Linked DNA regions of Sus scrofa: regions 1, 3, 4, 5, 6 and 7 are each linked to region 2. Evidence: chromatin contacts called from public Hi-C and HiChIP or PLAC-seq data. All regions are on one chromosome and are shown on one strand. The core of a region is the stretch at or near the end of the contact, and the rest is flanking DNA. Distances in the headings are between cores, read along the strand shown.

Region 1 (3,916 bases), core at 597-3,096, 520 kb after region 2:
GCAGCAAGAGACCGCTGGACCTCCAGGATCCTAGCCCTCCCCATCCCCTCCTCTGCTCCAGGCCCACCTTACCCGAGTCGGGGTCCAGAGGAGACTTTGGAGTCCACCTTAATCCATCTTCCTCCACGGGGGGCCCAGAGGGCACTGGTGGAGACCCTCTCACCCCATCCTCTGCCATGAGAGCACCTAGCAGACCCAGCCGGGGTGGAGGCGGTCCCCGGGGGGAGTCAAAACGACAGCAGGGGGATGGCACCTGTGGGGTCGCACCCCCTTCCTGGGGTGAAAGATGGTTCTTGGGGTGTGCAAGGCTCCGCCGCCGGCCCCGGTGGCGCCCCCAAAGCTTCCAGTGGAATGTCAGCGAGGTGCTTTTAGAGTAGAGCAGCATCCGGAAGGCTCTCATAGCTCTGCGACGGCGCTGTGAACAGGTTTTCCGATGAGCAGGGCGGGGAGGGCGAGACCTGTGGGAGGCTCCGAGCTGACCCCATCTGGGGGGCAGCCGCCAAGCTGCCACTTCCTCTTCCTCATCTTCATCCTCATCATCTTCCTCCTCTTCTTCCTCTTCACTAGCTGAAGCATCAAAAGAGGGCCGAGGAACAGGGAGGCGTCTGGCTGGCACTGTGGTCCCTGACCCAGGATCTGGCCCAAACCCTCCACCTGATTTGAGTCGGGGCTTTGGGGGTGGAGGCCAACGAAGACGCTCCCGCCTGGGACTTGAATAAGCTGGGGCGATGCCGGGTCCAGGAGGCTCAGGCCTCCAAGACCCGGTCCCTTGTATAGTCTCTTTCATCTTCCAGTAACCTGTAAAACAGAGATCAGAGTGTCGGAATCAAACATCTTACACCCCAAACCCTGCCTCTCTTCCTCACAAGCTTCTTCTATCATCAGATGCAAATAAACTAAGGAAAAACTGCAGAACTCCTCTAACTTCAGATCTTCCACTAGGAAGGTGGTCCACAAGGTAGCTTTTAGAGTCTGTACCATCATCTCTCTCTTGCCCTAACAGAGGCATGGGAGAATGGCTAAGCAGTAGGCTCCAGGGCTCTTATTTCTCAGATCCCCAGGTCAAACCCAGTATTTTCAGACTCCACTTCCCTAATGTAATACCACCAGGGATGTCCTAATTGAGAGTCTAATAAGAAAAACGGCTCAGTGCGGGAGACCTGACATGGTACAGAAATACTTGGGGAAAACACAACTTCCGCGGGGAAACCATGATCTAGAATAGGAAGAGAGTTCTCAAGCACCCGAGAATGAATGGGGGTGTGTGGGCGGGCTCAGGTCGTCTCACGGAATGGGCACACCAGAGCTATACAGGATCTAATGAAAAGGGCGTGATTTTTAAGGAAACCGAAAGAGAACCGAGTCGGCGCTCAGGCCGCCGAAGCAAGACGTTGGGACAGAACTGAGTCGAGCAAGGTTAGCCCAGCCCCCTCTCCCGCTCCGTCCCCGGGGACCGGAACGCGTCCCAGCACCGGTACAGGCTTCGGCGGCTCGGCGTGCAAGGACCTGAAGAAGCCCCTTCGAGGGCCTCCTGGGCCCGGCTTAGGTAGGAATGAGATCCAGGAATGGGAGAGGCCGCGGCAGAGCTGGGGGGAGGGGACGGGGCGTCCTCACCGGGAGCGGGGAAGCCGGGCGGACAGGCCCGAGGGCGGGCGTCTCCGGCCTCAGGCTTCCCGGCTCATCTCTCTGGCGACGGCGGCGGCCCCGCCACTCCTGCTGTCTTCAGGCGCAGCCGTCTCAATTCAGGATTCCAACGCTTCTGGGTCGCGCGCCGCTCCGCGCCGCGGAGCCGCCCCTCGGCGCCGCCTCTTGCTCCGCTTCAGCCCCCACCTCCCCCTCCTCCCCCTCCTCCGCCTCCTCCTCTCCTCCTTCCCCTCCCGCGAGCCCCAGGCCCACCGGCGGTGGCGGCGCACAATTAGCACGTCACACGCCGCGAACCGCGCCGGCGCGGCCACCACGCGCCTAGTCCCGCCTACTCTAGAACGTAGACGCCACGGGACCGTCCCGCCCACGAGCCCTACGCAGGGCCGCGCCTGCGCACACTCGCTACACCGAAGCTGCACGGGGCGGCCCCTGCACTCGCTCTTTTGCGCCTGCGTGTCGCATGCGGCTCGCGCCTCCCCCTCCCCCGCGCGTGTAGTTTTGCGTTCCACCAGCTCGCCGGCCTGAGCTGGGGGTCCTGGCGTCCCCGTCCCTTGAGGCGTGTCAGAGGCGGGCCGGGAGTGCCGGGAGATCCCGGTACGGGGACGCGGCTGAGACAAAGCGGTGGGGGAAATGGATCTGAGGTTTCATTTATTTCTTTAATTTTAGGCAGGGCTTGCGCAGAAAGAGATGAGAGGAGTGTCAGGACTGGGGCTTATGATTCATCCGAGGCTTCCCGGTGAACCTTTCCACTCTAGAGAGTGGCCTGCCGCGCCACGGCAATGGAGAGGGTCACAGGCAAAACTTGAGTAATGTAGCTGCGAGGGGATCGTCGTTGTCGGGCACATAATAATTACATCTCTGATAATAGTGACGGCAACTGGGGCCCGACAGACGGAGAAAGGGAAGTGAGGAAGAGGTTGCCAGTAGGGTGAAGAGGCAGAGGGTACTTGGAGAGAGGTGTGGCACAGGGGACCAGGATTCTTCTGAGTGGAGGGAGGCTTCGTGACTTCTGCCCACAGGCAAGATGATTGTCTCAAACTGCCGCTAGATGGTGGTGCTGTTCTGGAAGCATTCCAGTGGGAATCCAGAGCAAGTCTAGACAATGCCTGACATCCCCCCCCCCAACTCCCTCAATTTGGGGCTGGATGGAGAACTTAAAAAAAAAAAAAAAGAAAACGATAGTCTGTCTCTTTAATATCCATGAATTTAAAGACCCCCCCGGGGGGGGAGGGGAGCAGGAGGAGGAAGGGAGAGTCAGGAGCTGTCAAACCTGGGGTTCCAGTCAAACTCTGAACAGGCCTCTGCTCCTGCCTGTTCCCTGTCCTTTGTCTCCTCGGCTCTTGGCTGTCTCCGAAATGTACCCACCCTGGTCTTCCAAGCTCAGAACCACCTTTACAACACAATCACAGTTTCACAACTCCCAGGAAGGTTCCATGTGGAGAGAGGCTGAGTTTCGCCCTGGCCCGGGGGATCACAACACTCAGAATGTCCCCTTGGTGTAAATGGAACACACCTGAGAAAGGGAGAAACATGATGCTCAGTGAAGCACATGCAGAGCCCTCGATTTCACGCTCCCACCTTCGACTCGGCCCTCTTTTCTGCTTCACTGCTCAGATCCTCCTCTCCAGCCAGGCTCCAGGCCCGTGCCATAGCATCCCCACCTCTACCCGCAGGTGGGAGAGCCACCCTCCACTGCCCAGATGCTCTCACCTGCACTGTAGCAGCTATTGTAGGCCCAGTCGGGGTTGGAGGGCATACTTCGAATACATCGGAATAGAGTCTCCTGCCTTCCCTGGCCCTCCCGAGATACCACCTGACCCATGGTGAAAGTCACATCGTGAAACAGGACCTGGCAGGGAAGGGAGGAGACGTTGAAGAAAACCGGATGGCGTGGCTCAGTTCCGGGCGGCCTCAGGAGCCCCGACAAGGCAGCTGAGGAATGAAGAAGGGCCCCCTAAGTTTGGTGTGAATGGCGGTTGGGACCCCCCAGTCCTGGGGCACGACAAGACTCCCGGGGAACACCACTCCAGGCCCTTGGGGGGGCTCAGGGTATGTTTGGGGTTACCTGGCTGTACAGCAGATAAACTCCAGCATCCCAGACTCGAACAAAGTATCCTTGGGCCTCCAGACCTCTCCCACGCTTGAGAGCTGGTTGCCACATGAGTTCTGTCACATCCGAGTCCTCTGGAGGCGAGGAGTGTGGCAGTCAGAATTTGGGGGCGCACGCAGCCATCTTCTCGTCGTGGGCCCAGGTACCAGCCCCACAGTTCCT
Region 2 (3,602 bases), core at 906-3,405:
GGTGTTGCCCTATCAGCTCCTCTGATTGCCCCCCTGAATTCGGGGCAGGGGTTTTAGTCACTGCCAATGTGTGTGTGGGACTTGCCGGAAGGTGGTGATTCTTTCCCCTCTCCAGGGTGGTGGAGCCCAGAGAGAGCTGTCTCCTCCTTAGGTGAAATGATAAGGAAGGATGTAACGTCTTTTTTAATGGCACAATTTTGGGGGTCTGAGGGTGCAGTCCCTTAACCTGCCACTGGAAGGGACCGCCTAAACTCTTCCCCCCACACTCAAAGGTTTCTGTGTGGAGGGGGAGCAGGGAGATCAAAGCTGTGTTGTGAAAGGGTAGGGAAAGATGCTGGGGGTGGGGGTGCTGTGTTCTAGACCCCCTTATTATCCCAGTGTCCCCTGCCCCGCCTTCCCTCACCCCATGCCCCCAATTCTGTGGCGCATCCAGATTGTGAAAATGTACAATAAATGTGTAATGAGTAACCAGGTGGTGGTTTAAGATCTTTTCCTAACCAGTGGGAAGGGTGTTGGATCTGCAGGTAAAACAAGAAGGTTGAGAAGATACATCTGGAAGAGACTGAGCTTTGCCAAGGAACCTGACCTTGGGCAGGGCAAAGTGTGATCCCAAAAGTGGCCACAAGGGGGCACCAGGAATCGATAATGTGTTCATGAGCCCAGGGCCTCAGCCTGGTGAACCCTGCGGTCTGGGCTTCTCAGCTTTCCCCCCATTCCTTTTCTGAGGGCATTTTGCTGTTTCTTGGATCCCTTTCTACTCCTTGACTTAACTCTCAGGTGTTACGCAGTTGCTCCTGTGGTCATTTACTCCTAGACCTGAAATAGGTGGACAACTGGGAAACATCTCTTCCCCTTTGTGCCTAGAACAGTGCTAACATCCAGAAGGGTTAATAAATACTAATTGAACAAAACGGCTCAGGGAGACAGAGGTGAGTGTGGTGTGGAGTCGGCTGCAGGGCTTGCCACCCCTGCCCTGTGTGCAGTCAGACTGGTGACTCTGGACCCCCACACTGAACTCTTAATCTCCAGCAACAAATGCAGCCGATGTGGTACCCTTGCATCTCTGACCCCGGGCACTTCAACAGTAGGTGGGAGTGCTAGGTGAGCTCCGGAGGGCCCATTTTTCTGGGCGGCAACATGAGGGTTCCGCATAGGAAATCTCGATAATGTTTCCTAAACTTGTCGGCTCATGAGAACTACCAGGAATGCTTTTTAAAATAGATTTTCAGGCCCCTTCCCCGGAGATTGAGTCAGCAGTTGTAAGGGACCAAGTGATTCTTATAATTAGGTATACAGTCATTATCATAATGTTCACCATTTGTTGAGGGCTTACTATTTTCAGGACAGGTACTAAGAGCCTTTTTACCCTTCATCTACTGAGTTCTTTACAGGCTTAGGATTCCCGCAGGCTCTTGGACCCGCCTTCTTTATGTGGGAGATCTGGGTTCAAATCATGATCCCATTAGAGACTAGCTTGTTCTTCCGGACAGATTATGTAACCTCTCTGAATCTCAGTATCATTAGTGAGGCGGTGGGAAGTGAGCCGCCGCCTCTTCCGGCTTTATAAGAAGCGCGTGGCCTGGCCACAGAAAATAATCTGGGAGGTGGCTATCATCTTTTTGTCATCATCGTCACGCGGTACGGAGACCTGAAGACCGCTTCACCTAATGCTCACACCTTCCAGCTACTGGGAGTTTCAGGTCCAGAGTCCCAGCGCGGGGGCGCTCTTGTCACGCACGGGACGGCTCTCAAAGCGCCCCCCACAAAGTTACGGGCGCTCACATCTGCGCCTGCGCAGACTCGGCAGTCTAGGGTAAGAGTGTCGTCAAGGAAAATCCCCAGCTTCTAGGTAAACAACTTGCCGCGTGAGACCGCCTGCACGTGTCCTCTACAGCTCCGGAATGTCTCAGCCTATGAGAAAATTGGGAGGGCTGGACTGACGTTTGCGTCACCAATCTAGGCAGGCCGGGGGTGGAGTCACAGCCAATAAGAATTTCGGATGTGAGTGGGGGCGTGTCTTTCCTCAGACCTCCAATCAACGCGCTAGGGCGGCCCCTCCCGCACGTGGATCTGTCGCTTGGTAGGCAAACTGACCAATGAGAAGGTGACGGCGGCGGGCGGTGCCAATGGTAGCTGGGCGGAGGCGGGGGGGGCCCCGCACGCGGCGCGGGGCATGGGTCGGCGCCCTTAGGCCAATAAGCTTGAGGGGCGTGGCGTCCTGGTCGGCGGGCGAGGCTGAAGGAGCGAGTCCAAGTCTCCGAGATCCTAGTTGGGAAGAAACTGTACCGCGCGTGAGAGCCGAGCGGTGAGTGCTCCGGCGTGGTGGGGTGGGGAGCGGGGAGCGGCGGCGATTGGTATAGGTTTTTCCCGCGTGGCGTAAGGAGGAATGTTAATGCAGTACCGTGAAGGAGAATGTGTGGATATGTGATCGCCGCGGTGGGAGCTCTAGTGGTTGCAGGGAATAGGGGCCGCGAACTCAGTTCTAGAGAGAAGGGAGCAGGAATCACTGATTTAAGATCCCTCGCTATTCCAAGGTGCCTGGATCCCTGACTGCCGCGGGGAGGGGTTCGGAAGCGTTCGGCAGCCTGAGGGAGCTGAGACCTCTGCTCCCAGGAGGTACCGGACCCTTTAGAACCAGTGGGGGACGTTCCAGTGCGTGACTGTTGCTCGGGTAGGTGCCTTAAGCACTTGAAAGAGGCCAGGGCGGTGGAGGGAGAAGTTCTCGTCGTTGTTGCTTCTTCGGTTAAGGACGCCGTTTCTGTGAGGATGCAGGTTCTATCCCTTGGCCTCACTCAGTGGGTTAAGGATCATCAGCTGCAGCGTAGGTCGCAGATGCAGCTCGGATTCCTTGTTGCCCGTGGCTGTGCCGGTTGCTCCAGCTGCAGCTCCGATTGAACCTCTGGCCGGGGAACTCATGCCTCATTTGCGGCCAGCAGTAAAAAGGAAAAAAAAAAAAAAAGCAGGAGTTGTGAAGCTAGAGAGAGGCCCTGGTAGGGCAGGTGGGTGGGTACCAAGGGATTGACAAGGTGACTTGAAAAAGGGTGGTGTGATGATTTATGTGACCCTGAGCCAGTCACATCTTGGCTGTGGCTCTGGATGTCTCTCTCATGTGTAAAAAGAAGGGGTTGGGCCTCGGAGCCATCCTTGGGAGTGAGCGTGGGGTAGGAACTATTGGATCTCAAGAGGGAGGATGGATTTGTGCAGATTGGATGCACGTGTGTCTTCCTGAGTCCTTGGAGGGGAGGAGGCAGGAACTGGGTGCTCTGGTATCTGTCTGTACAAGTAACCAGGCCTGTGGTAAAGTGACCTGTGATGAGGTGGAGGAGTCAGGAAGTGGGGTTCCTAGCAGATCACTGGGGCTAGTGGCTGCCAGGGTGATCTCAAGGACTTTGTGAGAATATGAAAACTGGGACAATGCGATTTGAAGTGTGTAGAGAGTGCAGACTGACTGTTGGGGCGGGGGGGATGGCATCTGTGTTTCAGGCACCAAACTCAGAATGGGCTGGGTATTTGAGAGGCCCAGGTCCCCCAGAGGTGGTAACACCTCACAGGTTCTTGAAGGGTAAGAAGCCAGAACGACAAGCCATTAACAGAGTTCAGAT
Region 3 (4,021 bases), core at 713-3,212, 840 kb after region 2:
TGCGCCACAATGGGAACCCCTCCTTTTTTTTTTTTAATTTAAATTTTTAATTTTCTTTTAAAAATTTTTTGGAGTTCCCATCATGGCTCAGCGGTTAGCAAACCCGACTAGCATTGATGAAGGTGCAGGTTCGATCCCTGGCCTTGCTCAGTGGGTTAGGGATCCAGCAATGCCGTGAACTGTGGTGTAGGTCGCAGGTGCGGCCTGGATCCCGACTTGCTGTGGCTCTGGCGTAGGCTGGCAGCTACAGCTCCGATTGGACCCCTGGACTGGGAATCTGCATAAGCTGTGGGTGTGGCCCTAAAAAATACAAAAAAAGCAAAAAAAAAAAAAGAAACAGAGCTGAGAATCAGCAGAAATACCCAAAAGCTGAAACAAATAAACAAATACCTTAAAAAAAATTTTTTTTGGGCGTTCCATCGTGGCTTAGTTGTAACCAACCCAACTAGTATCCATGAGATTGAGGGTTCGATTCCTGGCCTCGATCAATGGGTTAAAGGTCCAGAATTGCTGTGGCTGTGGTGTAGGCCGGCAGGTATATCTCCGATTTGACCCCTAGCCTGGGAACTTCCATAAGCTGCAGATGTGGCCCTAAAAAAAAAAAGACAAAAAAAATCTAGTTGATTTACAGTGTTTTTTTTTTTTTTTAATTTTGTTATTCTCTTAAATTTTTTTTTTTTTGGTCTTTTTGCTATTTCTAGGGCCACTCCCACAGCATATGGAGGTTCCCAGGCTAGGGGTTGAATTGGAGCTGTGGCCTACGTCGGATCTTCAACCCACTGTGCAAGGCCAGGGACCGAACCTGCAACCTCATGGTTCCTAGTCGGATTCGTTAATCACTGAGCCATGATGGGAACTCCTTAAAATTTTTTTATTAAGGTATTGGTGATTTACAATGTAACATTGCCCAATTTCTTTCTTTTTCCTTTCTTCTCCTTCTTCTTTTTTTTTTTTTTTTTTTTGCTTTTTAGGGCCACACCTGCAGCATATGGAAGTTCCCAGGCTAGGGGTTGAATTGGAGCTATTGCCGCAGGCCTATACCACAGCCACAGCAATACAGGATCTGAGCCACATCTGTAACCTATGTTGCAGCTCATGGCAACATCAGATCCTTAACCCACTGATCGAGGCCAGGGATCGAACCCACAACCTCAATGATTTAGCTGGATTCTTAATCTACTGAGCCACAAGGGGAACTCCCCGCCCAACTTCTAATTTAGCCTAATTTCAATTTGCACACGCCTCAATCCTCCGTGAACCCTCCATGGGGTGCTGAGGGATCACTTGTAGCATCTCTGGGACCCTGGGGCCCAGTTGTGGCGACAGGAGGGGATTCTGGCTCTGAGGGCAGCACACAGGCCCTGGAGTCCCACCGCCCACATTCCAGTCCTTGTCTGCTCTTCCTTGCGGTGTGACCCTGGGTAAGCTCTTACCACGCAGGGCTCGGCTTCCCCATCTCCACATTGGTGCCTGGTTGGCACCAATCCTGGCCAAGGGGGGAAAGCCTACCTCCCCCACCCCCAACAGTGTGCAGGGCTTACTCCCCTGAGAGAGTCCCCAGAAAGCCAGCCTTAGGTTCAGATGCCAGGGTCACAGGCCCGGATTGGGTAAGAGCAGAGCAGAGATCGGCCCCTCTGTTCCTGGTCCAGAGGCAGTTGGAGACACTAAAAATTCTGGAAAATTCAGAGGCAGGAAGTGAAGGGGGAAGGGCGGAGGGGAAACAGCAAAGGGCACCCTGGCCGCTCTGGGCCTGGCCCCCCTCCCAAACTGTGCCTTCAGTGAGGTTGGGGCGGGGAGGACAGCCCAGGTGACTCCCTGTCCCTGGGAAGCCAAGATGAGACAACCCATCCCCCGCTCCCACCCCCACACCCCCCCGAGGTCCAAATCCATTTCTGCCTGTTTACGTCCAAAGTCCTGGGCACTGGGGATGCCAGGTTTGGTGTGTGCGGACACACAGACACGCAGACGCACAGGGCTCAGGGCCCGCGTATGGACCCTGCCCCCTCCGCTCCCACTTTCCAGGGCTGTCCGCGCACCCTAATTCTCCAGCCTTCGGCCGCTCTCCCAGCCGGGCATCTGCACAGCAGTGAGGGACCCAGGAGTCCACCTTGAGACCTTCAGCAAGTAAAAGGGGAAGAAGGGCGGGGGGTGGGGGCTGGGGGCTGGGGTGCCGATGGGGCCGCGCAGCTTCAGAAGACAGATTTTTGGATGCTGGGTCTGGGAGGGAAGGGGAGAAAGAAGAAGGGTCTCCGCGTAGCCGCTGATCCCTTAGAAAGGGACGGGGCCTCCCACACCCAAGTCTGTTCAACCCCAGCCTCAGCCTTAACCTTGGCGGTGACCTGGTTCGAGGTCTAGCCAGCCTTAGCATGACAAAGGAATATCAGGATCTGCAGCATCTGGACAATGAGGAGAATGACCAGCAGCACAGAAAAGGTGAGGGGACGCCTCCGGCCATTTCCAGAAGGCTCTCGCCCCGCCCCCTCGCCTCGGCTCCTCTTCCTCCTGTGACCCTGACTCTTCCTGGGGTCTAAGCCGCCCTCTTACAGGAGGGCAGGGTGCAGGGCTGCAGTCCCTTTCTTGACCCCTCTCCTGTCCCTCGCCTTGTCACCAGCTTCTCAGGACCCTGGGGAGAGGGGTGCTCAGGGGCGTGGGAGTAAGCGGAAGAAGTCAGACCCCCTTCTTTCCTCTTCCAGCACCCCAAGAGCTTTGGCCGAGTGTGTGTGAGTGGATGTGAGTGTGTGAGTGTGAGTGCACAGGTGTCTGGGATTTTTAAAAAATTTTTTATTTATTGGAGATCCCATCGTGGCTCAGTGGTTAATGAATCCGACTAGTAACCGTGAGGTTGCAGGTTCGATCCCTGGCCTTGCACAGTGGATTAAGGATCCGGCGTTGCCCTGAGCTGTGGTGTAGGTTGCAGACGCGGCTCGGATCCCATGTGGCTGTGGCTGTGGTGTAGGCCGGCAGCAATAGCTCTGATTAGACCCCTATCCTGGGAACCTCCATATGCTGCGGGTGTGGCCCTAAAAAGACAAAAAAAAAAAAAAGATAAGGAAATATTTATTATTATTATTATTTATTTATTTATTTATTTTAGTGTGTGGCATTAGTTTGGTCAAGGGGTAAGATGTCTTTGAAAGGCCAAGGGATCCCTGAGAGTGGGGGAGATGAGGCCCTCCTACATCAAAAACCAACCCCCCTTTCTTCCTCCTGCGACCAGGGATGTTTGGCTGAGCCAAGATGAAGTTCTTGGTGGATGGGAGAGGGCAGTGCCTTTTGATGGGGGAAGGGGCTGCTGGTGAGAATGGAGGGGGGCCCCCCCACATTCCAGCTCATGGGGGACAGGGTTCCTGAGAGCGACTTGGGGAAACTGAAGTCTGGTTATTCTGCCTCCTGTCCCTGGGCCCAGCCAGAGAGGAGTGGGATTCACGGGGAGAGCAAGAAATCCACTTCTCTTGCCTCACCTGCAAGCGCCCCCCATCCCAGTCCCCCAGTCTTCCTGCTCACGAACTCGGGCCTCCAGGCTGAGTTCATCAGCTGCAGTGACTAAGTTCAGCCACCAGATGTCAGCAAAAGCCCATGAACTGGGTAGGGTTCCGGCCGGTCAAAGTTTCCGTCCCTCCCCTGCTCCAGGTCACCGCTGGCTCCTCAGCTTCACCCACCGCCTAGGTTTCCTTTCTTCCCCCATTCCTCTTTTCTTGTCGTGTCTTTTCCTTCTTCTTTCCTTCCTTTCCCTTCCTTCCTCCCTCCCTTCCTTCTTTTTTGGCTGTGTCTACATGCAGAAATTCTTGGGCTAGGGATTGAACCCTTGCCATGGCAATGCTGGCTCTTTAACCCACCGAGCCACCAGGGAACTCCCATGTTTCTTAATCTATAAGGTTCCTGCTCGTCTACAAGAGGAGGCCCAGGATGCTCTCCTCCTAGGACCCCAGAGCTGCCCTGCCCCAGGTCCCCTCTGTCCCTGAGGGCGTGACGCCCTCTCCTCTTGCAGGGCCACCTCCTCAACAGTCACTCTTTCGGCGTC
Region 4 (3,715 bases), core at 542-3,041, 780 kb after region 2:
CAGTCTCCACCGCCCGGCTTCAGCGAGGCTGCCTCACGCTAAGGTGAGGAGGTCAGCGTAAGGGCTCTACCAATGCAAGTTAATTGTCGTCCCAGGTTCACCGCGGATGTTCGTTCTGTGCTGAGTCGAAACCTTCACCAACATAGGCTCTGGTGACAGCTGCTCCCCCTCCACCTGAGTTGGGGTGGGGGGGAAGGGAGGGTGAGCCCTCGGGATGCCGTCTGGTGCCCTGGCCAACGGTGAGGACTGCCTGGGCAGAGTCTGCCCCTCCCACCCCTCTCTGCCCTGGGAGCCCTGCACTCCGTATGGAGTCTGGATGGACACATGGGCCAGATTCTGAAGCAGCCTCACTCTAACTTCGTGTTCGCACTCCCCGGAAACCCCAGACTGGGACATAAAGCGGAGGCCTGGGAGAGCTGAAACATTGTCTGGTGGAGACAGGACTGGCCAGAGTGAGCGAAAGACACTCGGTAATCCGGGAGGCTCAAAGAGAAGCCAAGCCAGCTTTGTTGTGATTTGATTTTTTAAAAACTCTTGTACAAAACTGATCTAATTCTTCACTCCAAGGGCTGGGCTGTGGGTGGGAAACTGGGATTTTGGGCCACTGGATTTTCCCCAAACTTGTCCCTTCCCTTCCTTTTCCATCTTCCCTTCTTCCTAGAGTCCCTCAGACCTGTAACGAGCTTTCTCTTTTTTTCTTTCGTCTACTTAAACCATGCATTATAACTTTGAAACCAAAGCTGCCCTAGGTCCTTCTCTGGGTTTGGGGGAAATGAAGGGGCTTTGTTCACACCCACCCTGGCTCTGGGCAGAGGGTAAGGAGCAAGCTGTTGACCTGAGGGGAGGGTGTTGGCCACCCTGGCGGGGAGGGTCTTAGTGGCAGGATGATACCCTGGCCGGGAGCGAAAGAACAGCCCTGTGTCCAGAGGGAATGTGAGCTTCCGAACAGTAACACAGAAAAGTTTGAAAGGAAAAGAGAACTGGACGCTGGGAGAGGCCTGGCTTCGTCTGCGGGCCTGACTTAGACTAGCTGAGCGGGCGCAGCCCCCCGGGGGCGGAGGGGGGGGTGTCCCAGGCCCCTGGCGCCCCACCTCCCTCCCCTTGGCCCTGCTCCCCCAGCCGCAGCCGGCTCTACTTCCTCGCACTCGCCACGTGACGCCCCGCCCTTCTCTGCGATCACATGATCTCTCCGTGAGCCGCGAAGACTGTGTTCCTCCGCGCTGACGTAGTCCCTACCTTTCAGACCTCTCCAGTCCCTATTCGTCCACTCATTCCTGGAACCTAAGCATTCTGGAAACATAAGCGTCTTTCCAAACATAGGTCTCGTTTCTGCCCTCCTCTGTTTCCAAAGACCGCTTGCTCCATTGGGGTACTACTTTGTTTTGGTGTCAACCGCCGCCTTCAGCGTACCAGCACCTTTCCTGAATAGCTGTCCTTGTAATTATCTGCTTTTTTACCTCTGTTACTTCTGAAAAGCACTTTCGGAGAACCAAGTCTCAAATTATGATTACCATCTCCAAGCCCTTTTCATCCTGTGGAAAAAGTCAGGAAATGGGTTTTCAGTTATTTTCTATGATAGCAAAAAGCCAGCCACCTTTCCTACGTCGCCTGCGTAGCCCGTAAATTGATTCCAAAGCGATTACGCTGATTGCGTGAGGGGGGAGGTCAGTAGGTGGCGCTACGCTAGTGGCGTTGGGGCCACTGAGCTAGGAGCGTAACATAGCGAGTGGGGCGGCCTCTGACGGCCGGGGGCGGGGTTGGTGAATAGGGAAGTGGCGCAAGGTCCGGGATCGCTCCGCTGAATCCGCCCGCGCGTCGCCGCCGTCGCCGCCGCCCCCCATCCCGGCCCCCCCGGGTTCCCTCAGCCCAGCCCGGTCCAACCCGGTTCCCGGGAGGATGAAGTTCGTGTATAAAGAAGAGCATCCGTTCGAGAAGCGTCGCTCTGAGGGCGAGAAGATCCGAAAGAAATACCCGGACCGGGTGCCGGTGAGGACAGTAGCCAGGGCCGAGGGCGCGGGGCGCTGGCGCTGACGCCACAGCCTGGGCTTGAGTCCGAGACCCGCAGCGCGGGCATCAGGCTGCCAGCTGTGGCAGGGTTGGGAATGAGCCCGAAACTGCTGTCTGTGGGACTGGAGGTGAAAGGAGTGGGGTAGCATTAGAACTGGGGGGCTAGGGGATGTAGGCTTAAGGGGATGTAGGCGCGAGAGCTAGACCTTGGATTCGTGTAGGGCGTTTGACATTCCGAGCTTCACAGGGGGTGCTTGAGATTGAAGCTCTAGTCGGCCCAGACAAGACATGCCTGTTTGATTAAAATCATTGTTTGTTATGACGTCCTATTCAGGGATTCTGGAGGTTTAGGTGAGTTTGAGTCAGTGGGATCAGAATCCCTGCTCAGGACTGCGCCGCGTGTTCAGAGACAAAGAGAAATGAGTCTGGGGTAGGTAGGGATGCTAGGAATGTTGAGTTCTTGACAGGTGGAGCTGTGGGCCTGTATACCTAATGTCTCCTAATTTTCGTCTCTTTATCAGGTGATAGTAGAAAAGGCTCCCAAAGCTCGGATAGGAGACCTAGATAAAAAGAAATACCTGGTGCCTTCTGATCTCACAGGTGAGAACCTGACCCAGTAGCCAGGTTTGCTTCCTGGGGGGTGGGAATGTGGTCTCTGCTGGAGGAGGCTCCACATAGCAGCTGTTCTTTTGAAGGCGTTTGTGACCTCAGACTTTCTCAGACCTTGTTTCTTTGGCAGTTGGTCAGTTCTACTTCTTGATCCGGAAGCGAATTCATCTCCGAGCTGAGGATGCCTTGTTTTTCTTTGTCAACAATGTCATTCCACCCACCAGTGCCACGATGGGTCAGCTGTACCAGGTATAGTGTCTGGGAAGTAGTGGAGGCTTTGGAGAGGAGTTGGAAGCACTTGAGAGGCAGGAAGTTTTAAGTCAGCAGGTCTTGGACTAGTTGGCTTACTTAGCTCTCAGTTTTAAATTTGGCTTTAAAATCTCCTTATAGTTCTGGGTTGGGGATTTAGACAGGGCAGTGGGAGTAGAGAGAAAAGAGAACAGTGAGTTGGAGCAACTGTTGTGATCTGGACTTTCCCCAGGCCCCTCCCCATTTCGAGGCAGCAGAGAACAATGTGTGATTTTTATGCCTAGGACTGCTGCTAGGATAATACTGCTCAGCCGCTAGGGTCTGGAGCAAGTGAGAGGGAGAGTCAAAGCACTGGTTTTGGGGGTCTTCAAAAAGAATGTTTTTGGAAGAATGTGCCTGGGTGGTGGTTGGTTCAAGTAATTAAAGCCCAGGTGCCTGAGCACTGTCATTTTCTGCTTTCACCCCAGGAACACCATGAAGAAGACTTCTTTCTGTACATTGCCTACAGTGATGAAAGTGTCTATGGTCTGTGAAGCTGCTGCCCTTAAGGTCGGGGGTCCCATTCTTCAGACAGAGAGAGGTGGCCCACCTTCCTCGACCTGTCCTTCCTTGAGGCTCAAACACCACCTCCTTTCTTCAGGACCTACACTTCCTAATGTTTGAGACTCTCCTCCAGCCCTTCTTAAAACAAGGGTTAATGGGGGAGATGGCCTCCAGTACTCCTTTCCTTCCCTTTCTCTACCACCTTCCCACTCAGCTTTAGACTTCTTGATTGTCCATCTCTGTCACATCCAGTGGTCGTTTTGGTTTCTGTTTCCTTTCTAACTGCCCAGGGGGCTCAGGATCCCAA
Region 5 (4,011 bases), core at 1,359-3,858, 600 kb after region 2:
CGTACCTATAATTCACTGACTATTAAAGGTGTCTGCCCTGGTATCAGCCCCCCCCCCAAAGGCTTCTATATTTTTCAAGTGCTTTACAGATTGTTGTTGTCTTTTTAGGGCCGCACCCGCGACATAGAAAGGCTCCCAGGCTAGGAGTCAAATCAGAGCTATGGCTGCCGGCCTGCACCACAGCTCACAGCAACGATGGATCCTTAAACCACTGAGCAAGGGCAGGGATCAAACCCGCAACCTCATGGTTCCTAGTCAGATTCGTTTCCACTGAGCCACTTTTAAGGGCCGCACCCGCATATTGAAGTTCCCAAGCTAGGGGTCGAATCGGAGCTATAGCTGCCGGCCTACACCACAGCAACTCGGGATCCAAGCTGCATCTTCGACCTACACCACAGCTCAGGGCAACGCCGAATCCTTAACCCACAGAGGGAAGACAGGGATCGAACCTGAATCCTCATGATTATTAGTTGGATTTGGGTGCACTGAGCCACAATGGGAACGCCCCAGTTTTGTTCTTCAGATTTCAACCTCGACTCCATCTGGAATTTATCCTAAGAGGTGTGAGTTCAGGAGATTCTAACTCCTGACACAACTCTCCTACAGCTGAGCCTCTTCCTTGGACAAAACCGTCTCCATCCACTCAATTCCAGTCTCTCCAGCCAAAAGGCTTCCTTCAGTTCACTCCACAAAGGAAGGAGTCCAAGTCACCAACAGCTCCACGTCCTCCCTGGTCTCTCCTGCTTCCATCCTTAGCCCTCCTCACTAGTCAGTTCTTCATAAGACAACCAAGATAGTAATATATATATATTTTAGGGCCGCACCTGCGGCATATGGAAGTTCCCAGGCTAGGGGTCAAATCAGAGCTACAGCTTTGGGCCTACACCACAGCCATGCAGGCTCTGAGTGGCATTTGCTACCTACACCACAGCTCATGGCAACACCAGATCCTTAACCCACTGAGCAAGGCCAGGGATGGAACCCACATCCCCATGGTTCCTAGCCAAGTTCGTTACCACTGAGCCACGACGGGAACTCCTGTAAGTTTTTTTTTTTTCTCTTTAATGTAAACTCGATGTCACTCTCTTGCTTATAATTCTCCAATGGCTTCCTACTGAAAAAAGAGAATGAGATCCAGATGCTTTACCACAATTGACGACACCCCACCTGGCCTGTCCCACCTCATGCTTCTCTGGCCCATTTTATTTTTTCCTCCAAAAAAAGATGTTTTGCTTTCTTTTTAACATGGACACCCAATATTCGCTTATTCCAAACACTGCTGACCAGAAGTATGTAAACTAGACGCTGGAGTTCCTCCAGCCCATTTTATAATACTCTCCTCACCCACTTAAACTGACCGCTTTTCAGCCCACAGGGCACATCAAGTTAATCCCTCCCTCAGGCCCTTTGCACTTGCTCTTTCCTCTCCCTAAAGAGCTCTTGTCCTAGAATCCATGGACCCAGAGACTGGCTGCTTCTCATATTTTGGGTAATGTCACCGCCTCAGACAGGCCTTCCCAGACCCTGACACCACCCCATCCAAAGTAGCTCTCCCTCGATGGCTCTCCATCGCATTAAACCGTTTCACTTCACTCAAGGCACTTGCCATTCACAGAATGATCTTGCTCATTCATTTATTCGTGTTTACTGGCTGTCTCCCCTGCCCCTTCCCAAAGAATGTGCTCTAGGAGGCAGGGTCCTTGTCTTGTTCGGCTCGGCGTCCCCACCGTCTGTTATGTCTATCACGTAGCAGGTGCTCAATTAATACATGTAGAAGGGGGAGGGAAAAAAATCTGGGGCTCGGCTTCTCATCCAAACTTGCGAAGGCCCCCTAGGATCCGTGTGATCTCGTTTAAGGTCGGTCTCTTCCTCCTTCTCACCCTCCAGCCCCTCTCGCGGCCAGGCCCCCAGCCCGGAACAGCGCTAAGCTTGCTGACCCCTAGGAAAACTTAACTCTGGGGAGGCCGGGAAGCTGGACTCTGCAATGCCTTGGCGCCGCTAACCCATCTGCCCCGCCAGCCACGCTGGGCCAGCGAGCAGCGCCAAGTTTCCGCAGCTGCAGTCAAGCTCCGCCCGCAGCGCGGGAGGGAGAAAGAGTGGGAGGGTAGAGCCGCTTACCAGTTCATCCGGACTGAGGACGCCGAACTGCACTCGCTTGATGGTGCGCAGCGGGCATGCGCTGTCCCCGGAGGGGGGGCCACCCCCGTGCATCGCGGAGGCAGGCGCGCTGCGCAGGCGCAAACCTCACTACAAAAAGCCTGCGCCGCCTCCACCTAGGTGCTCAGACCCCGTCGGGGCGGCCGCCGGGAAGGACCTCCCCGAGTTGGGAGGAAAAAGCCGGAGGAGGGAAAGGTGGGGGAGGGAAGTAGGCGGGGAAACGAAAAGGGGCGAAAGGAGCTCTCCTCCGCCTTTCCGGAGGTTTTTCGTCTCCCGAAAAGAAAAAAAAAAGAGGAGGGGAAAGGGAAAGGTTTGGGGGAGGAAGAAGAAAAAGGGTAACGAATAAATAAGTAACCAGGCTCCTGAACGGCAGAGGTTACGGCAGTTTGTCTCTCCCCCTTCCGGGAGCCGCCTTCTTCTCCAACCGTCCCGGCCGCGCTCTCGGCGCTTCTGAGGAGCGAACCGGCCGAATGACGCCCTTTATAGATTCGCCCCGGCATTCCCCCGCCCCTTCCTTTCCCGCCCTCCTTTGCGCTACGGGGCCGCCTGCGCCGGCGTGCACGGGGCGCGCGCTTGAGGCGTTGATCCTCCCTCCCCGGCTCCCTGGTTGGGGTGACCTTTTGAAATGACAAGGGGGAAGGGAACGGTTTTTATCCCGTCGCCTCCCCTCCCTCCTCCCTCCTACACTGAGGTTTAAGGTTTAAAGGATCAAGGGTAAATATAGGCCGCTTTTATTCTCGTTCCGAGTGAGGTTTCATTTTCAGCCAAAGTTTCTCATTCATGTCACCCCCTTCACTGGAAAATGGTCTGTTCTGAGAATCGGTAATGAAGGAGGCGGGGCCGGTCGGATCCTCCCAAGTAGGTTCCCGAAGGGGGGAGTGCTGGGGGCCGTCCTTGGTCATGAATATGCAGTAGTCGCGCTGAATATGCAAGAACAGGTCAAGATGGCGAGGCCAATTGCTTGTCCGGAAGTAGCTGATATATGTCGAGCGGCCTCCTGAGACGAGTGGACATTTCCAGGCCTCTGACGGAGCGCTGTCCGGGGCTCTGGTTTAGGATCTCCGGCCTGCGCCGCTGCCAGAGGCCTCAGCTCAGAGGCCTGCTCCGGAAGGACGCTGGCCACTATCCGGGAGAGATCACGGGACCGCGACAATCCAGGAAAAGCAGATTAGCCATGGGGCGGGACGCAGAAGTCCTGGGGAACTCGGGGTCAAAGCCTCTGAACATGAGGAAATCCTCCCCCTTCTAGAATATCTCAAAAATAAGATGGTGGTAGAGGTGTGTGAGGATCCTAAGGGATTCTCCAATAAGAGCAGGGGGTAGGACTTCCACTGTCCTTCCAAAGCAGAGATGACACCAACTGCAGAGCCACATTCAGAGTGATCCTTGTTTGATGTCAATATCACGTCACCACACCAAGGTGGGAGGGGGGAGCATAACCACGAGGAAGGGAAACCAACGCTCAGAGGGGAAAAAAAAAAGGCATACTCCCTTCCGCCAGCACAGCTGCTTGATCTGCCTGAAAGCCCCAGTCACTCCAGCCCCAGTGCTCTTCTCTCTCTGCTGCCGAGGGAAAAATCCTCCCAGTGGCTCATGGCCTACCTGCTTCAGCCCCTTTGATCTGCTCTTCAGATGTCACCCCTTAGTTCTGCCCTGATCCCAAGCCCCAGCCTAGATTCCAAATATGTTGATCTCCAGGCTGGTTCCAGGTTTTCTAGGTAGTCCCTTCCTACCTCCTACCAAGTCCCCGGGTCACCCTTGACTCCAAGGGGTGTCCTTCTCCCACACCAGTTCTTTCACATGTTTGTATTCCAGTCTTTCCTTATATTTACCCCTGCCCACCCCCCACCCCCA
Region 6 (3,863 bases), core at 474-2,973, 950 kb after region 2:
CGCTGCTGCTGCTGCTGCTGCTGCTGCTGCTGCTGCTGGAAGCCTCATCTGCACTGGGGAGCTGAGCTTGGGAGCAAAGTTGACCAGAACTTCTCTCCCCGCCTAGGCTCCCTGCTTGGGAGGCCTGAGAGTTTAGCACGATGAACTTGTACTTTTTCCAGTTGCAGGCCTTGGGGTCTGGGCTGCCTGGACTGGGGGGCCCTTGACTGCAGCTGCGAGACTCAGTAGGTGGGTCTGGGTGTCCTTCGGAGCGCCTGGGACTGCCTGGAGGAGGGGCCGTTGGGGGCGTGGGGGGTTCTGCCTCCAGGGGTCGCAGGGAGATGCCCAGAGGTTCATAGCTGAGAAAAGAGTGATGGACATTAGTCCTGTTTCCTAATTTTGTCCTCTGCCCTAGACACCTAGGTTGCCACTTCATCCACGGGGAACGCCAAGGCGGGGCTCCCTCACCTGGCCTGGATGAAGCGGTGGCATGCCTGGACCACGTGTTCCATCTGCAAGTAGGTGGCAGCTGCCAGGACCGCTGGCGCCGTAGCCGGAGAGAGGCGTAGGCGCGAGGTGTACATGAAGTCCAGAAGAGGAGCGAAGCCTCCAGCTTCCGGACCCCCAGGCAGGGAGAGCATGTCTACCCCCACTCCTGCACGGCCTCGGAAAATTGAATAGAAGAAGCCACTGGAGAGAGGGCAGATGGGTCACATTAGGGGCTGGGGAACCGAGGGAGACCAGCGCACCAGTAGAAACCCGCCCCTACAGAGAGCCCCGCCCCCAAGCCCTAGACGCCCCGCCTCCTGCTTCTGGAAGGCTTGGCTTCGGGTTCCCTCGCCAAGTCCTCATGGCTCCGCCCCCTTCCCATTTGGGCCCAACCCAGCCACGCCTCGAACCTGCAGGCAATAAGAACCGCCTTGTGCGCTCGCAGGGGTTGCCCGCCAACCAGTAGCGTGACGTCAGTGAGGATCCCGCGCAGGCGCAGCTCATTCAGGTTGCCGAGCACGTCGGAGGAGTGGCGAGTGAACTCGCGGACGTAGCCCAGCGCTCCCTCCGGGGTAGCGGTGGAACCCATCGCGACGTAGGCCTGCGGGTGCCGAGGCAAGGGCTCAGGGATCCAGGCCGTCCTAAGACGCCTTCCCTTCCGCGGTTTGCCTCCTCCTCCTGAGGGGCAGCTAGAGCCAAGCCCCCGGCCCCGGCTCTCGCAGCCTCATTTAATTCGTCTTGTTCTCTCTGCCTTCAACCACAGCATCGCTCGCTTTCCTCCTCTAGATGCCACAGCGCTTGGAGCGAGTTGAAGGTTCCCACACCGCGGCGTCGATGGCAAGCGTGGGGAATCCGGCCCGCAGGGTCCTTAGTTAGACTCCCAGTGCCCTTCCGGCATCCCCATTTCCCCTCAGCCTCACTGCGCGCCTGGTCTCAGGTGTCCGATCCTGCTTGGAGACCCCAGACGACCTGCGGTCCACACCTCTCCAAATCCCAATCGAAGCTCCCTTCCCCGAAACACAAACTTCCACTCTCCAGTCCCGGATCCCTAGTTTAGCCCAGTTTCTGGGCCTCAGTCTTCTTTCCATCAACAAGCCCCAACCCTCTTAGGGGACCTAGGCGTCTGGCTCCCACAGTCTCAGGTTCTTACCCCCGTCCTGCAGGGGCTTCGGCTTCTCTTCTCAAGGGGGGCGGGGTCTCTCTCCCTCTTGGCTTCGGCTCCTTTATCTGGCCGGGATGTCGGGGGCGGGGGTGGAGGTGGGGTGAACGCCTGGGTCTGTATCCTTCCTTCCTCCCTCGCTCTCCAGATGGTGAACCCGGGGCGGGGTCCCCGGCTCCAGGGCGGGACCTCAGAAACGCTGGGTGGTCGTAACGTAAGGGGTCTTGGGCCTGAAGGTGGAACTGAGGATGGGACATTGGAGTTGGGGAGGAGGTTGGGGATATTGAGATTGGAAGTGTGCATAACCTGGGTCGTCGGGGGGCCCGGGCGGGACAGCGAAAACTGACGTGTTGCCTTTAGCAAGGAGCCTTTTAACAGGAGAGTGAATACTACACAACCCCCCTTCCAATGTACGGTATTACGGAGATAAAGGGGAGCCCTAAGAGGCACCAGGTTTGGGGAGCTGATGGGGGGCTCCTGCGGGCTCTCGGACAGCCGGAGGGTGTGGTGGAATGACAGCCTCCTCTGGCAGGGCCTGCAAAAAGGGGGGCTCTGACCGCGCTCGGTAGGGAGGGGGCGGATATGATTTCTAGTTCGTTTCCTTCCATTGTCCTGCGACCGGACGGCTCCGCCAGCTGCTTCCCCTCGAGGAGGTGGGGAAAGCCCCGGGTGGGGGCCGAGAGACGTTCAGGAGCCCTAGGGTCCGGACTTTCGCTCCCCACTCTCTTCTTACTCCTTTTAGGGATCCGGAGAGACAGACTCCCGCCCAAAGCCCGCTCGCCCTCCCCCAGTCCCAGCTCACTAGGGCCTCGGGCACCCGCCCGTCGGCTACGCTTGGAGGCTGGCGGGACGCCGGGGTCCAGCGCGGCAAGTAGGCAAAGCTCGGCAATGTTTGGCTCCTTCCACGAGGGGGCGGACGAGCACCAGCCTCGCCTCGCCCCGTCGTCTCCACCGGCTGGGGGGTCCACAGGATCGGTTAGGTCTGGGTGGCCGTAACCTTCGTTCTCCCCCCACTTTGCGCTGGTTTATTTTGTCCAAGGGAGTAAGGTTGGGCGGAGGGAGGGCGAGTTAGGCGACAGAGGGGACTTTCCTCTGCGGCTGTGGTTCCTACCTGGGGTGAGAAATCCGCGAGTGGGACAAGGAGCAGGGTCTGAGCGCTGGGAGCTTCTTTTCTTACTGAGCTGGATACTGTTATCTGTCTTTAGGGGTGACTTTTTAGGGAACATTCATATGAAAGTTGGATGCGGTGAACAGACAGAGGGAGGGTCTCAGGGTAAAAGAAGGGAGCCAGGGCAGGAGGGGCCGCTAAGCCCAGTTTGAGTCCCTGATCTGGGAGATAGGCCCGGGTCACAGCCTCATATTTTCTTTGCGGAGACAAGGTTTTGTTGGCGGAGCAAGGTTCATTTGGAGAAGGGGGGGGGGGTCAGAGCGGAGTCTGGCTGCAAAGCAGGGCTTGCGTTTGGGCTCAGAAGAGTCTCCAGTTACCCAGTGATGACTGCCCATTATCCATGGAGCTGCCTAACCTGGCCTGGGGCCCTCCCCTTCAGATTTGAGGGTGTCTTTATTTGGGTGCAGGAAAGAGCTGTTGAGAAACTGGGAATGGGGGACCACTCAGGATTCCGGATGGTGAGGTGGCTTTTGCAAATGGCCATTACCTTGGTCTCTGCCCAGTTGGAGGTGGGAGTTTGACTAGGGGCTCCCTTTGGTATCAGGATGGAGCTGCTTTTGTGTCATCTGGTTAATTTGTCAATTGCGGGGTGCATGTTTCTTATGGGATGTTGAATTAGTTTGATTGGTTTGGGCACCAGGGGGCCTGCGTTCGGGCTTGAGGGCCAGTAGTAAGTTTGAGGCATGGAGCTGACTTTGAAGCTATGTTAGTTCTGGGGATCCGGGCACCCACACTTTGGAGATGGTCATTTTGGACTATCAGGAGAACCTGCTAGGTGTTCTTTGGAGGTGGATGAGCGCTTTGTTTGGGGGGGGTGCATAGTCATTGGTGCGTGGGGACCGTCTGAGTTCCAGTAGAGGAATCCTCCCGATTTGGGGATGCAGTCTATTTTGGGGTGCCAGAGAAACGTCAGGGCTCAGGCTATGTTTTGGGGGGCAGGAAATTCAATTTTGGGCTTTTATTAGCTTGAGGTAGACCATATTAGGGAGCTGGGAGCCAGTTTGAAGGCCTTGTGTGCTTGCAGGTCCTTGACGGGGAGCAAAGTTTTATACTGAATGTTGTGCAGAC
Region 7 (4,186 bases), core at 723-3,222, 720 kb after region 2:
CTATCACACAGAGTAACTCATCTGCCCAGGACTTTAAGCCGTTGTCGGCATGACCGAGAAGAGTTGGGCTCCCGTCCAACTGCTCTCAGTTTCCCCATTTCGTTGGCCTCCCAGCACGGAAGAGTGCCACTTACACCTGGCTGGCCACCTCGCTTCACAGGAGGATATGGGGGAAAAGCCCCAGGGGCCCATGAGGGGAGAGAACACTAACATATGCCCGCAGACGGCTCTCCGGAGTGATCAGGATCCGGGCCACGGGCTACTCGCACTCCTCAAAATTCCAAGCCCCCTTAAGCGCCCGCGAGGACTAGCTCTCCCCGCGCGGGGGGTTGCCGGCTCCCGCCCACCATGTGGCCGCCCGGGGCTTCCGGTGGCGGGGACCTGGGGGGAGGGGTCCCCGCGCTGCCATGCGGCCCCCGTCCACGTTCGGCCATGCGGCCTCCGACCCCGAGGGCAGGCTGCCGTGGGGGCACTTCCGGTGCTGCGGGCGCCCCCTCCTCAAAGGCCGCGCCAGGCCGGAGCCACGCCGCCTCCCCTCCCCTCGCTGGCCGCCAACCCCCCCACATGCCCTCTCACCGAATAGCCCCCTCCCCCACCTCACGTGGCCGCGCGGCTCCCGGTTCTAAACGGCCCAGGTACCCTTGCCCCGGCGGGCCGATCTGGTCCCCGGCCCTCGTCCCAGCGTGGCCGCCCGGCGGCCTCTCCCGCGTGGCGGCCTCGCGGCTCGCCGTCCCCCGCCCTGCGTCGCTCCAACGTCACCCGGCCAGCCCCAACCGTCACCCCGCGCGCCAACCGGGGCGCGCGCCCGAGCCTCTCCGCACCTCGCGCTGCTGCCCGACCGAACCCCGTGCGGCGGTGGCCGCCGCTCCCCTCTGCCCCCTCCCCGACACTCGCGCAGTTCCATCTCTACTCCCAGGCCCAAACCAAGGTTCCGCGCACGCGCGCCCTGCTCGCTCTCACCTCGCGCGAACGCACTGACTCGACCCCGTCCGCTCGCCGCGAGCCCAACCGCTGCCTCCGAGCCCGCTGCCGCCGCCGCCGCCGCCGCCGCCTCTACCGCCGCCGCCGCTGCTGCTGCACACGGGTCTTAGTACGCAGGCGCCGACTCCCCACTGACCAACCAAGCAGCCCTGTGACAGCCGCGCAAGCGTGCTACCTATCTCCTCCGCCCTCCACCCCCGCACTGCGCAAGCGCACAGACCCTCCCCGATCTCCACCCTCCCTCCTACCTACCCATCCAATGACGCGCATACGTGACCCCGCCCCTCACAAATCCTGAGCTCGTCCCACCGGTAGACAACGCGCAGGCGCACCCGGTTTTTTAAGCCCTTCCACCTCCTCTCCCCTCCCCGGGTTAGACCACCAGCTCTACCGGACAGTCCTTGCGCTTGCGCAGTAAGGAGCCCCGCACTCCACACCCTCTGAAGGAAACGCCTCGGCCTCAAAGCGCATGCGTGTTGGGAATCCTGACCGCCCCTTCCACCTCAGACGTCGTCTGTACGCCAGGCGTTGAAAAGACCACGCCACTGTATTGCTGGTTCTGTCTAGAACGCATGCGTCTTAGGAAACGCCCCACTTCGGCTTTAGCTGGTCTTAAAAGACTCACACGTTTCAGAAAACTTGTGCTGTGGGGTGGGCCCCTTGTCTCTGAGCCCATCCCCCACGGTTCCGCACATGCGCGGCAGAGCCCTTTCGATTCCAGCCGCCCTAGCGCGCTAGTGCTGGTCGGGTTACCACCCTTCTCAGCTTCACTTCTCTAAACTGCGCTTCTGCTCTGCCATAGAGTTTCGCGCGGGAAGATAGAGCGGTCCTGCCCTCAGCCACCATCTTGTTTAAAACCCTGGTCCGTGTTGGTCCCAGTAGTTTCCACAGAGGCCTTTCTACTTCTGATTCCTAAGATGTAGAGACTTACACGGTATTTCTCTTTTTCCTCCACCTAGTCTCCGCCGTCTCCAGAGCAGTCGTCTACAAGCAAACCTAGAAAAAGTTCACTGTAATGAAGAGTGGGGTATCAGATTTCACTGACGTTCTTTAAGTCCTAGGAGGTGTCCGCGAAGCCAGAAACATGCTCTCCCTCGGAATGAGTTTACCTGGCCCTCGTTCTAGGGAAAAAAGCTGCTGCTTTTCCTGAAAGGTTATAATCTTACCTCTCCAGTTCCAGGATTTTCAGCACTACCTGTATGCCTTCATTGCTTCAGTAAGCTAAGTGGACAACAGAATTGTGTAACAAGACAAGCAACTAAGCTGGGCTTGGAATCTGGTTGTTTTGTTTGAGATGTGACCTGCTAGATGGAAACTGCAAACACTCGTTTGAATGAATACATTTATGTAGCATATAATATCATCACCCCCAGCTCTTCCTACTCAGTTTTCTGTGTTTTATGGCATTTGCTTTGAGAGAGAGAAAACAACAACAACAGTCTTCCTGAGAGTATTGTTTAAAAGTCCAATTTCTGCTCTTGTCAAAGATGTATTACATGACCCAACAATTCCAGTCCTAGGTATCTACCTCCCTCCAAAATTAAAAACAGGTATTCACATCCTTGCACGCTAATGTTTACAGCCGCACTATTCATGGTGGTCAAAACGTGGAAACAAAGGGGTTCATTCCCATTGTGGCTCGGCCGGTTAAGAACCTACTAGTATCCGCGAGAGAATGCAGGTTGGATCCCTGGCTTCACACAGTGGGTTAAGGATCCTGCATTGCTGCAAGCCACAGTGTAGGTGGTAGATGTGACTGTGATCCCATGTTGGTGTGGCTGTGGTGTAGGCTGGCAGCTGCAGCTCCCATCGGACCCCTAGCCTGGGAATTTCGATATGCCAGGAGTGGCCCTAAAAAAAATTGTGTTTTTTTTAAATTAATTAATTTTTTTGTCAAAAACTTTTTAAAGGTGGAAACAACCCAAACATCCGTCAACAGATGAATGAGTAAATTGTGGCATGTGTGTGTAATGGACTATGAATCGCCAAAAGGAATGAAGTGTTAATGCATGCTCCAGCTCGATGAACTTTGAAAACATTTTGCTAAGAAGCCAAAAAAGGTCACATGCTTTATGCTTTCATTGATAAGAGATATTCAGAGTAGGTAAGTACATAGAAACAAAAAGCAGACTGGGGGCTTCTCTTGCGATAAAGTGAGTTAAAGATGCGGCACCGTCCCTGTAGGGACTCAGGTCGCTGCTGTGGCGTGAGTTGGATCCTTGGCCAGGGAACTTCCACATGCCGCGGATGCAGCCAAAAAGGGAAAAAAAAAAAAAAAAAATAGCAGATTGGTGGTCACCAGATGTTGGAGATAAGGGGAATGGGAAGTAACTGTTCAGAGGTCATGGGGTTTTATTTTAGAGTCATGAAATGTTTTGGAATTAAACGTGGTGGTTGCACAACGTGTGAATGCACTAAATACCACTGAATCGTTTATTTAAAAATGGTTTTATGTTATGTGAATTTCATCTCCGTTTATAAATTCTTGCACACACATGTTCAAAGCAGCATTATTCATAAGCAGCAACAAGTATAAACTACTTAAATGTCCATCAGCTGATGAAGGGATAAATAAAATATGGTACATCCATGCAATGAAATATTATTCCACACTAAAAAGGAATGAAGTATTGGGTACACGCTGCAACATGGGTGAACATCAGTCACAGAGTTCCCTGGTGACCTAGCAGTTGGCACACGTTGCCGCTGCTGTCGCTTGGGAACTTTTGCATGCTGGGGGCGCTGCCAAACCAAACCAAACCAAACAAACAAAGACTTAGAGAATAACTTCAATAAAACTTCAAAAAAATACAAGATGACAGTCGCAAAAGACCACATAGTGTATTATATCATTTACATGACATGTCCAGAAGAGGCAAGTATCGAGACAGAAAGTAGATGGTCGTTGCCTAGGACTCAGGGCTTAGGGGGAAATGAAGAGATGGAGAGAGGCCGCCAGTGGCTATGGGGCAAGGGGCAGAGGGTGTCTTTTGGGATGAGGAAAATGTTCTAAAATTGGCAATTCCCAGTGAGGTGCAATCAGTGGCATCTTGGGAATGCTGGGACGAAGGTTCGATCTCTGGCCTGGCATTTCTGCAGCTTAGGTCAAAACCACGGCTCGGATCTTATCCCTGGCCTGGGAACTCCATGTGACATGGGGCGACCAAAAGAGAAAAAAAAAAAGAAAAAATTTTTGGAGTGACAA

The links. A called contact is a pair of places that touch in the nucleus more often than the background predicts. HiChIP or PLAC-seq counts read pairs in DNA pulled down with a chosen protein or histone mark.
Region 1: an H3K27ac HiChIP or PLAC-seq map of alveolar macrophages shows a contact between it and region 2. The contact joins the promoter of SENP3 here to the promoter of PER1 in region 2. A contact is called at or near these places in 1 of 5 promoter capture datasets (liver), 1 of 47 Hi-C or Micro-C datasets (liver) and 1 of 2 datasets of contacts at active chromatin or transcription factors (alveolar macrophages).
Region 3: a contact with region 2 is called in a Hi-C map of liver, with 4 times the contacts expected there. The contact joins the promoter of ASGR1 here to the promoter of PER1 in region 2. A contact is called at or near these places in 1 of 5 promoter capture datasets (liver) and 1 of 47 Hi-C or Micro-C datasets (liver).
Region 4: a Hi-C map of liver shows a contact between it and region 2, with 3 times the contacts expected there. The contact joins the promoter of GABARAP here to the promoter of PER1 in region 2. A contact is called at or near these places in 2 of 5 promoter capture datasets (fetal liver and liver), 5 of 47 Hi-C or Micro-C datasets (liver, mesenteric adipose tissue, skeletal muscle and 1 more) and 1 of 2 datasets of contacts at active chromatin or transcription factors (alveolar macrophages).
Region 5: a Hi-C map of liver shows a contact between it and region 2, with 4 times the contacts expected there. The contact joins the promoter of POLR2A here to the promoter of PER1 in region 2. A contact is called at or near these places in 2 of 5 promoter capture datasets (fetal liver and liver) and 5 of 47 Hi-C or Micro-C datasets (heart right ventricle, liver, mesenteric adipose tissue and 2 more).
Region 6: a contact with region 2 is called in a Hi-C map of liver, with 2.5 times the contacts expected there. The contact joins the promoter of BCL6B here to the promoter of PER1 in region 2. A contact is called at or near these places in 1 of 47 Hi-C or Micro-C datasets (liver) and 1 of 2 datasets of contacts at active chromatin or transcription factors (alveolar macrophages).
Region 7: a Hi-C map of embryonic fibroblasts shows a contact between it and region 2, with 1.8 times the contacts expected there. The contact joins the promoter of EIF5A here to the promoter of PER1 in region 2. A contact is called at or near these places in 1 of 47 Hi-C or Micro-C datasets (embryonic fibroblasts) and 2 of 2 datasets of contacts at active chromatin or transcription factors (alveolar macrophages and skeletal muscle).

What each region holds. Positions count from the first base shown.
Region 1 is chr12:52,855,393-52,859,308 of Sscrofa11.1, reverse strand. It overlaps SENP3 (sentrin-specific protease 3), which reads right to left and starts at 1,846. Exons shown (of 11, transcript XM_021067831.1): 1 at 1,615-1,846; 2 at 73-798. The coding sequence starts at 787. It overlaps TNFSF13 (TNF superfamily member 13), which reads right to left. Exons shown (of 6, transcript NM_001112690.1): 4 at 3,710-3,828; 5 at 3,355-3,493; 6 at 2,819-3,157. The coding sequence ends at 3,048.
Region 2 is chr12:53,375,276-53,378,877 of Sscrofa11.1, reverse strand. It overlaps PER1 (period circadian protein homolog 1), which reads left to right and starts at 2,155. Exons shown (of 24, transcript XM_005657042.3): 1 at 2,155-2,305; 2 at 2,535-2,671. It overlaps VAMP2 (vesicle-associated membrane protein 2), which reads left to right. Exons shown (of 5, transcript XM_003358281.5): 5 at 1-471.
Region 3 is chr12:52,538,523-52,542,543 of Sscrofa11.1, reverse strand. It overlaps ASGR1 (asialoglycoprotein receptor 1), which reads left to right and starts at 1,962. Exons shown (of 9, transcript NM_001244458.1): 1 at 1,962-2,124; 2 at 2,315-2,433; 3 at 3,989-4,021. The coding sequence starts at 2,367.
Region 4 is chr12:52,596,242-52,599,956 of Sscrofa11.1, reverse strand. It overlaps GABARAP (GABA type A receptor-associated protein), which reads left to right and starts at 1,791. Exons shown (of 4, transcript NM_001190288.1): 1 at 1,791-1,986; 2 at 2,529-2,607; 3 at 2,747-2,865; 4 at 3,333-3,715. The coding sequence starts at 1,897. The coding sequence ends at 3,398.
Region 5 is chr12:52,778,430-52,782,440 of Sscrofa11.1, reverse strand. POLR2A (DNA-directed RNA polymerase II subunit RPB1) reads right to left here and starts at 2,608. Exons shown (of 31, transcript XM_021067825.1): 1 at 2,119-2,608. The coding sequence starts at 2,211. SLC35G6 (solute carrier family 35 member G6) reads right to left here. Exons shown (of 3, transcript XM_003483096.4): 3 at 2,866-4,011.
Region 6 is chr12:52,425,265-52,429,127 of Sscrofa11.1, reverse strand. BCL6B (B-cell CLL/lymphoma 6 member B protein) reads right to left here and starts at 1,723. Exons shown (of 9, transcript XM_003131927.6): 1 at 1,619-1,723; 2 at 879-1,069; 3 at 448-669; 4 at 1-338. The coding sequence starts at 1,057.
Region 7 is chr12:52,656,826-52,661,011 of Sscrofa11.1, reverse strand. It overlaps EIF5A (eukaryotic translation initiation factor 5A-1), which reads right to left and starts at 1,972. Exons shown (of 6, transcript XM_021067817.1): 1 at 1,913-1,972.